Linked DNA regions of Mus musculus: all the other regions are linked to region 3. The links are chromatin contacts, called in public Hi-C maps. All regions are on one chromosome and are shown on one strand. The core of a region is the stretch at or near the end of the contact, and the rest is flanking DNA. Distances in the headings are between cores, read along the strand shown. Region 1 holds the start of Dhrs9 (dehydrogenase/reductase (SDR family) member 9). Region 2 holds the start of Abcb11 (ATP-binding cassette, sub-family B (MDR/TAP), member 11). Region 3 has its middle 26 kb from the start of Gm36174.

Region 1 (2,960 bases), core at 426-2,925, 580 kb after region 3:
TTCTTTTGTTTGTGTGTCTATTTGTGTTACACACACACACACACACACACACACACACACACACACACACACCACAATGCACATGTGGTCAGAGGACAACTTTCAGGAACCAATTCTCTCCTTCTACCATGAGGAGATCTTGCAGATTGAAGTTGGTCTGTCACGTTTTCGAGGCGGCATCTTTTACCCTCTGATGGTGAATGATTACCGTCTCACTGGCCCTCACAGCTGACATCCTAAAGGGACAGAGCAAAACGAAGCAGAACTCAGTATGTAACTTTGAACATGGCTGCGATTTCAGCCTGGAGACAGGGCTGCTAACAAATGATTCCATTCGTGAACACCTTTGTCAATACCCAGCTGACAAGCTGAGGAAGGGGTTGTTTTAACCCCACCCCCACCTCTACCCCACATGCCTAGACACTGAACCTTTCAGTTTTATCAACAGTACTGAGAGACCACGCCAAGTAGAGGGCAAGAATTCCCAACCATAGCATGCAAATCAGGCTCGACATTTCATTTTTTTTAAGTCCATTTGGGGAATTTTTAAAAACAGAGCGGCACTGAGTGAGATTATTGAGTAGAGCTTGCAAAAGGTGTAACCTTTTCTTTGGCCTTTCCCTTCAGTCCTCCAGGACCACCCAGGTGCCTGAGGCTCTCTCCACCTCTCAGAAATAATAGCCTGCTTATAAGGAGGATTAATTACCATAGCTGTCTTCATATGGATTTCAATCCATGAGGTTTTTCTCTGAGGCCACAAGTTTGTGCCTGTACTCTGTATTGAGCGTTATTAAAGGGGGAAAGTATATTTTGCATATATCAGGTACCCCAAATATTTTTCTGGATAAACTAGTCTTTTGTCGTTGTGGAGGAACTAGGAACCACACCTACCTAATTTAAAAAGCAGTAGCCCTGTCTAGACTCCGGTAGAGGGATGGGCTCTTTCATTTGCTTGCTCTGAGGAGGAAATAGTAACTACTCTTCAAGAAGGAACAGAGCAGAGGTGGAAGCAGAAGAATACAGCTTGAAATTAGAAGTAAAACTTCAGTGCACTGTTGGCTTGCCTGTACTATCATGAGTAGGAGAGGCTGGGGGGGGGGGGGAGTTGGCAAGCTGCAGGGAAGGTGGGTGGCATCTCATCCCCCACCCCTTACAGCTTCAGCTGGCACCAAGCAATGCCAGGTCTGCTGGAAGCAGCTCTGGAAAAGGCCAGCTGGAGGTGAGGGGGCAGTCCTTTCTCGTTTTCACTTCCAGAGACATTTTCTAGATGTTTTGTCATACCTTAAAACACAAATTAGGAAAAGAAACCACAAATCATTCCCAAACCATATTTGGTCATTTATTATGTTGATCTTCTTGCTCATAAAAATTGTTTGTTTGTTTGTTTGTTTGTTTGTTTGTTTTTCAGTGAAATGATCAGTTCCTTGCACCAGGAGATTTACAAAAGATACAAAATAATTTTTTTTTAAAAAAGCTTCTTAGTTACTTGATTTCAGCCTCCTCCTTTGGTCAAGATAGCATGAGTAGTTTTCTCTAGCTAGCCACACTTAATTTATAAAAAGCACTGACGATTCCTTTGGAAACCTGTGACCTACAATCTCCCCGCCCTCCATCCACGGAGGAGAGACTTAGTCACCACTTGGTGTTGCAATAGGTGTGACTCACTGAGAGAAGTGGAAGTCTTCACACATGCAGGTCTCAGAGCTCCGCAGACCGCAGGCACCTTGAGAGGATCAGCTTGACGGAGCTGCACTTCCTTCCCCTGGACCACAGCAGGAAGGTGACAATCTGCAGCAGCGGAGCAAGTCGCCCTCAGCTTCTGCACTGCGAGTCATCTTCAGCGAGGTAACCGATGACTGTCCGATCGTTTGTCCCTTCACTCATGTCCTTGATTTTCCGTGTTCCTATAGAACAAACCAAGTTGTCTTTCAGCTGAGGTCAACTGTGCTTCTTTAACAGTTTGAGAAGGATGGGAGCAAAGTCCATCTCATACAGAAATGATCTGGGCGGCCCAGGAACTTGACTGAAACTCTCCTAGGACAGGGCTCTGTGACTATCCTGTAGCATCCTGCAGTCACAACCAAATACCTCTCTGTCTCTCTCCCTCCCTCCCTCCCTCATCACTCAATTCCTATTTGGCATCTTCTGTGGCTTTGAAGACTAATGAGAAATTGGTGACCTCAGCTTTCCAAGAGTTGTGGACATGTTAAAGAGTGCCTGGGGGTGGACCCATAACCACCAAGTGCGGACTAATCTGTTTCTCCACCTACTTTCCCAGTATTATCAGTTTCTGTAAACACATGTAGATGAACACTAAACTAGAAAAGAAAAACAATGTTGGGGATGAAGAAAAGTATTTCTAAGGAGCATGCTGGCCCAGGGTTCTGAGCTGTCAGAAAGAAAAAAAAATCCACATTTTATGATAAAGTGACTTGATATTTCAGATGCTCATGCACACACTAGGGTTTCAGCTGGTGGGGGCAATAATTCTGTAAAGCCTTGTGACACTCTTGGCCCAAAGCTAGGGTCCGGGTTTTATATATCTTAGTGTCACCTGGCACATATTAAATGCTCTGAAATACCCTTGGCTAGATGAGGCATGATGTAAGAATGGAAAGTTCTTTCATTTTTTGTGCTGGATATTTTCACATTTGAAAATGGTGTCCAAGTTTTAGACTAAACCTTTATACAAGGAAAACTTGTTACTTCATACATTGCAAGAGACAAGACCCTTGTGACAAATGTCATATTCTCAAGGGATATAATTTAAAAACACTAACATTTTCCTCTGGAGCAAAGCTAACTGTGGTTAAAAGACAGTGAGAGATTTGAGTATGCTCACTGGAGTGATACACACATATACTCAATTCTAAACTTCCTTTGGGACCATACGTTATAATAGCATTCTGCATGAAATCCCTTCCAGCTAGCAGTTAGTATTTTGTGGTCATAGATTTAAG
Region 2 (2,952 bases), core at 239-2,738, 550 kb after region 3:
AGGGGACAAACACAGGCTCCTGTGAGCCACGCAGGTACAGGACAAAAAGTCAAGGTCCTCCAGTTTCTTGTGTGCATCTCATGGTGGCCAAGGTGCTTTGTGACTTGGTGGAAATACCAGGCTAGAGCAGCACATGAATGGGCTGAACTTCTCTAAGGGCCTGGTCCACACTAACAGCTGAGTCTGGTATTGCAAATAAGAAGGAAGGGAGGGAGGGAGGAAGGGAGGGAGAGAGGGAGGAAGGAAGGGGGAGAGGGAGGAAGGAAGAAGAAATGGATTCTCAGAAGCTGGTCTCAGAATGAAGAATCCTACAATCCTACTGCAGTAAGAGCAAGGACCCCGCCGTTCCCCCTCCCTCTCTGAATCATGATTTTATTGAAATATAGTTATTACACTCATCATTTTGTTGTCTTTGGTTGCGTCATCGAGGATCTCTGACACAAAGTGAATGTTCCTGCTGCATTCACTCTCGGGCTCTTTACGGAAGAGCCTTCTGCACTGGGTGTCCTCTTCCCATCCCAGCCACACAAAGTCAGTTCAGAACAGTGGGGGAGTTCTCAAGGAGGTTACTTCCCGACTAAAATATTTAGTGTGCCAAACCTTGTAACCTGATTTACCCTAGTGGAGCTTCCGGAGGGGACAGAAGACAGGTGACAGAATTCATGGAAAACTACAGACCTTGGCTGAGGGAGAAGCATGGGCACTAGCCTGGGAAGGCTCTGGAATGTGCATATTCACCTTGGATTTGGGAGGAAAACCCAAAGTAGACAAGGGAAGGTGGAGAGGAGGGAAGAACACATAGAAGGCCCAGACCCCAGAGACAGAATAGGAGCAAGGGACGAAGGATGGACTCCCCACTAGGTCTGGGGAGTACAGGGCCATCTCTGGAGCAGCTGTCGATCCCTTGGTTCCTTGTGATCTTTAACCCTGGGGATTGGGGCTTTATCCTGAGAACAACGGAAGCTAGTGAGGGGTTAACACTTTAACATCTCCGATAAGTCTTGGGATTTTGTGATTATTAGTTCAAATCATGCTTCTATAATGCCAAGTTTAAAGGACATCTCTCTGGGGTTTTTATTTTGGGTGATCTCTTTTTTCAATCCATTCACCTAATTTTGCCACACACACACACACATTTTTGAGACAACTGAAGTACAAAATAGCACTGCTGTAAGACCGTTACCAGGCCTCCCTCACTGTATATAATACTAAGAAGTCAGCCATTTGTCTTCACACGTCTACCCAAGCACTGTAGCTTTACTGGATGACAAGGTTGGGCTTTTGGTAAATCTGAACCACAACCCTCCCCCATAAACTGAGACTACCAAATAAAACAGACTCGGAAAGCAAAGACTTAAAAAACGCCATAGGCAAATGAGAGTCACTTACCTACAGATGTGAATTTGAGGGAGCCAGGAGAAGCGAGAGACGCCACTGTGGAAAGTCAGGGTTGTACACCCCTTTCCAAGTTCAGTTTTCATGGTAATAAAGCATTGAACAGAAATCAGGCTTTTTTAAGAACACTATCTATTTGCTTATAGGTCAATGGCCTAAAGTCCAGATCTAGCACAGTTCAGTGACATGAGAGGAAAGGTCGAACATACTCAAAGCAGGAACCCAAACCCAGAGTGCGTGGGGACCTTCTGAGGGTATCAACAAGCTTTAGAAAATGCCCAGTTGCCCGAGAGTGGGGCCTCATGGTAGAGAGCCTGGTGAGAGGCCCGACTCTTCTTTTTTAAGCCCTAGGTTTTAAAAAGTAACTTTAAAAAAATCTAACAGGACCAAACTACTTCTTATCGTCTCTGCTCTATTTGAAGTGACCCTTGTGACATCCTGGGTTGCAGGCCCTCAGTGATCTGGAGCCAGCCCCAAAGTTTCATGGAGAATTGATAACATGCAATTGCCTTCTGCTCAGAACTCTGTGCACACAGATGACCCTTGAACTCTGGTCTGAGCAGTCAATAGCCTCAAGCTCTGCCCACTAGCTGCAGCGCTGTATAAGTAGAAATGCATTACTTTAAAAAACACATTCCCATTAACAAAACCTCAAAGCAAATAAGCTTAGAACTGGCTGTGACTTTTCGTATGCCTTCTTACTATTAATCTCCACATATTTCTTTAAAAAAACAAGTTTTACCATTTTTCTTCTTCATTAATTTCAATTGCATTGTATTATAAAAAGTAATATGGCCATATGATTCAAAATGCTATTTAGTTTTTATATTTCTTCCTGGAAAGGGGATGTAAGATTGTTACTGGACATGGGGTCCCAACTTGTGCTCCAAGTCAGAACCGATCAGCTGCCTTCTATAGGCCAATAAAATAGCCAAGTTAGTAATAGAAAGCAGAGAAAGGAGATTTATTCAGTGTTCCACATTGGGAAAAAAATACAGAGATCCAGTGTATATCCAGTTTTGGGCTCCTGAAATGAGACCAGAATTTAATTAGAACACCAAATGCACATCTTAGCAGTGCCAGTTAAAATATGATCCTGCCCACCACTGACTGGGCTTCAGGCTGGTTCCTGAAGTGGTCTACCAAGTTGTGAGACTTGTGTGAAGTCTCAAGAGACTAGTTCTTGCTCTGGCTGGTATCTCTTTCTTCTCCCAGAGTGAGATTCCTGAGGAAATTTCAATTTGGAGGTGGGAGGACCAGATTCACTACAGTAGTCTGATGGTCAGATGGAGAGACACATAGCATCTCTTTACACTATCTTCATTTCTTCCAGGCCAGAGAGAGGACAAGAAAAAAGGCTGAGCTTGCAAGACTGTGGTTCTTAAAGCATACCCACCACACCAGAGATGGCTACTGAGCATAAAGGTTACAATACAGTGGTATGCATGCTTACCTAAGAAGGTGAAGGTAGGCCAAGAACAGTTTTCAGAATCAAGGAGATGAATTGCAGACAGACTGGAATGTTAGCCCTGTGGCTCAGAATAATAGGAATGGTTT
Region 3 (2,997 bases), core at 312-2,811:
GGAAGGATTCAATTTTTATTCAGACTTTATTGCCTCTTATGGCTACCAACAGCCTGAGACGTGATCTGCTTCCCTACCCACAAAGGAAGTCGCCCCAAATCAAAACGGGGAGCATTGCAATGTTCGGAAAGTATAGCTTTCCAATTCTCCATTGTTTTTTTGGTTTTTTTTTTTTTTGTTGTTGTTGTTGTTGTTTTTTTTAACCTGTTGTCAATTATCGCAGAGGGATGAAGGAAGGGGCAGGAGGGTGGGGCAAACTCAGCAGAAATGCTCCGGGCAGGTCATTCTCCAGTTATCCTGTCTCATCTGTACTCTGGCCTCCAAGACCTCCACTCTCCTCTTCTTGTTCCCTCTGGCTTCTGGAAGGAGCACCATAAACAACAACTGAATCTCAAGTTCCTTCAGCCATCTCCTGCAACTTCCTGGCCTAGCTGTGCTTGCCTGGTGTCTCCTCTTCTCTACCTTCAGCCTCAGCTCCCAACATTCACCATGCTCCAAACTTCATGGCTTCCTACTGATGTTGTGTAGCTATTTACTCTGAATGGAAACGTTTCCTCCTGGAAGGAGGAGGGAGAATTACAAGACTGAAGAATCTCAGAACATTAAAGGACTCACAAGGCACCAGTCTACTGTTATAAAAGCAGGGGCAGGGTGGGGCGGGGAATGCATCCGTGTGGATCTGCTGCAAATCAACTAGAGAGTTCTTGGAGTACAGCTTTCCTGGGTTGTCACTCATGCCAGTTGGAAGGGCTTTCCAGTGATGCCTCTGCCTTTAAATCACTCATCCCTCCATAAAGAACCTGCATGCTTCTGTAAGGAACCCCAATAAACTCTTTGCTTCATCAAGCTGAATTTGGATGGAACTGTTTGGTCTGTCTATAGTGTCTTATATGGAATGAATAAAGGTTTGTTCACGTCCCCTTGGGAGGGGTCACATAATGCTTCACACACCCTGTGACCCCTGCAGAACCAGGAATTGAGAGGGTACCCAGCAGTGCTAATACCAGGAGCTTTGTCACCTGCTTCTTTTGATCTCACTCTTATGTCAATAAGGAGTCTCCTTACTAATCTGCCACGGTCGAGTCCATGAATGTGCTGTTTCCTCTCATAATTGTGACACACAGCCCTTTCCTAATGTTGAAATTCCTGCAGAATTACTTAATAGTTTGTGCTGTTACAGATTGCGATATGAAAGTCTTTCGAAACGGATGCTCTCCTTTAAAACAGTGAACTTTTAGGAAATGGACATGTTTACAAGGCAAGGTATTTGGTAATCAGTAAGTGAGAATTTTTTTTTTCTCAGTGAGTCCAGGAAACTGTTTTAGTGGCTTAGACTGGCTGTCAAAAGTGCCTGTAGCCCCGACATGAGGGACTGGGGTGGGGTGGGGGCACCATAAAGGAGAAGCCAGCCTGGATGACAAAGTAATCTTAATCTCATAAAAGGAAGGAGGCCTTTTTTTCTGGCTTCTTCCTATCCATAAGAAGTCCTGGGATCTGCTGCTTCATCCTCGACCGTCCTCTGGCCTGCAACCCAGACCTGGAACTCTGGACAAAGGATAAAGTCGGGTGCTTCCCTTGTCTCCCATCTGCAGCCGCTGGCATGAGGAAGCCAAGAGGTGCTGTAACAGGACACACTGCTTTCAAATTCTTCTCCTTTCATTCTTGTTTTGCTTCCCAGTTTCTATTTCCTATAAACCACCCCTCTCTTCTTTCCCCTTCCTTCCTATAATTCAATGACATAGCCATAACTGATGGGAATAAGAATTCCTACTGGCATTATTATTATTATTATTATTATTATTATTATTATTATTATTTGCTTTGGGGTTTTGGGCTTGTTGTTGTTTTGAGACAGTTTCTCTGTGTAGTCCTGGCTGTCCTGGAACTTACTCTAGACCAGACTGGCCTTGAACTCTGAGAGATCTGCCTGTCTCTGCCTTCTGAGTAATGGGATTAAAGGCATGTGCCACCACTTCCCAGCAAAGGCAAATGTTTTAATTAATAACAAAAAGAATAAAAGAATGGATTCAAAGTCTCTTCCCTAAACTTTTCTATCTAACTCCATAGCCTTCCTGGATGGAAGAAAAGATGTGGCAATAGCTAAATGTGTTGGGAATGGCGATCTAACCTGTCCTTCTCTGAACTACTTCCAGCTCCTCTCACCATTACAAATCACCACAGTGCTTCATTTCTGCACACATATGACATATTTCGAACTTGTTGACATCTGGACATTCCTGTGGGAAGGATGCATATTTAAATGTCATCCACAAAGAGCTGTAGTCCAAAAAGACTGAGCGCAGCTGCTCCAGTGAGCAACTAATAGGCATCCCACTACTGCAGAGAAGTCCCCAGTGAAGCTCTGCTACAGGCTGCGAGAGGAGTTCTTTACTGCAATAATTACACTATTATATTCCTGTATTTCAAGTGGGTCTTATCTGTGGAACATCACTTCTCCATTTTCCCCTGTATCATATGACACAGTTTTCAAAAGCCTCAGGTTCTTAACTGGTCCCATTTGCTTCACCTCCCACTCTCTCTCTCTCAAGTAGAATAAAGAAAATTAGCCTACTTTCTGATATTTAAATTCATATGTCTAGGCTTTTTGATGTTAGCAAGTCGGGCTATTTTAATGATTCCACTATTACAGTGTGATCACATGAGTTGTTTCTCTGAAAGCAGAAAGAAGAATGTGGTTCAACATGATCTCATAGTAAGAGGATGGCAGTGTGTACAGTCTATTAACAAGACAAGAGACAGAAGCCATTCTTGACTTATGGATTTGTAAACAAAAGGGTTATTATTATTTATTATTAATTACTATTATTACAATTGTTAGAAATTTAGGTTAATCGCTCCATCTCTCATTTTAGTGGTTTCTTTCACAAAAAGAAAAAAAAAGAAATAGCTGGAGGGGAAGATAATAGGTGGAAGAGAGAGATTACAATTTAGCAACTGGATACCATCTTAACTTTGTAAACTCTCTTACTTTATATC

The links. Hi-C and Micro-C count contacts between places; a contact is called where the count stands out from the background.
Region 1: a Hi-C map of bone marrow-derived macrophages shows a contact between it and region 3, with 15 read pairs. The contact joins the promoter of Dhrs9 here to the enhancer-like site in region 3. A contact is called at or near these places in 5 of 39 promoter capture datasets (the 3T3-L1 cell line, embryonic stem cells, hippocampal neurons and 1 more), 1 of 15 datasets of contacts at CTCF or cohesin (the NIH/3T3 cell line), 1 of 484 Hi-C or Micro-C datasets (bone marrow-derived macrophages), 3 of 115 datasets of contacts at active chromatin or transcription factors (embryonic basal ganglia, embryonic fibroblasts and pancreatic cancer cells) and 1 of 9 other capture datasets (adipose tissue).
Region 2: a contact with region 3 is called in a Hi-C map of liver, with 2.2 times the contacts expected there. The contact joins the promoter of Abcb11 here to the enhancer-like site in region 3. A contact is called at or near these places in 4 of 39 promoter capture datasets (cranial neural crest, embryonic stem cells and frontonasal cranial neural crest), 1 of 484 Hi-C or Micro-C datasets (liver) and 1 of 9 other capture datasets (liver).

The regions. Positions count from the first base shown.
Region 1 is chr2:69,378,787-69,381,746 of GRCm38.p6, forward strand. It overlaps Dhrs9 (dehydrogenase/reductase (SDR family) member 9), which reads left to right and starts at 1,676. Exons shown (of 5, transcript NM_175512.2): 1 at 1,676-1,845. It overlaps Gm36393 (a long non-coding RNA gene), which reads right to left. Exons shown (of 6, transcript XR_003953850.1): 5 at 1,666-2,960; 6 at 65-236.
Region 2 is chr2:69,341,128-69,344,079 of GRCm38.p6, forward strand. Abcb11 (ATP-binding cassette, sub-family B (MDR/TAP), member 11) reads right to left here and starts at 1,489. Exons shown (of 28, transcript NM_021022.3): 1 at 1,390-1,489.
Region 3 is chr2:68,795,065-68,798,061 of GRCm38.p6, forward strand. No RefSeq gene overlaps it. Among named protein-coding and RNA genes, the nearest start is that of Gm36174, 26 kb to the right of the region's middle. Within about 2 kb of position 1,562, at least 42 of the 459 cell types and tissues checked have an H3K27ac peak or open chromatin away from gene starts, as enhancers often do. A contact at or near this core is called in adipose tissue, bone marrow-derived macrophages and liver, where this site is marked.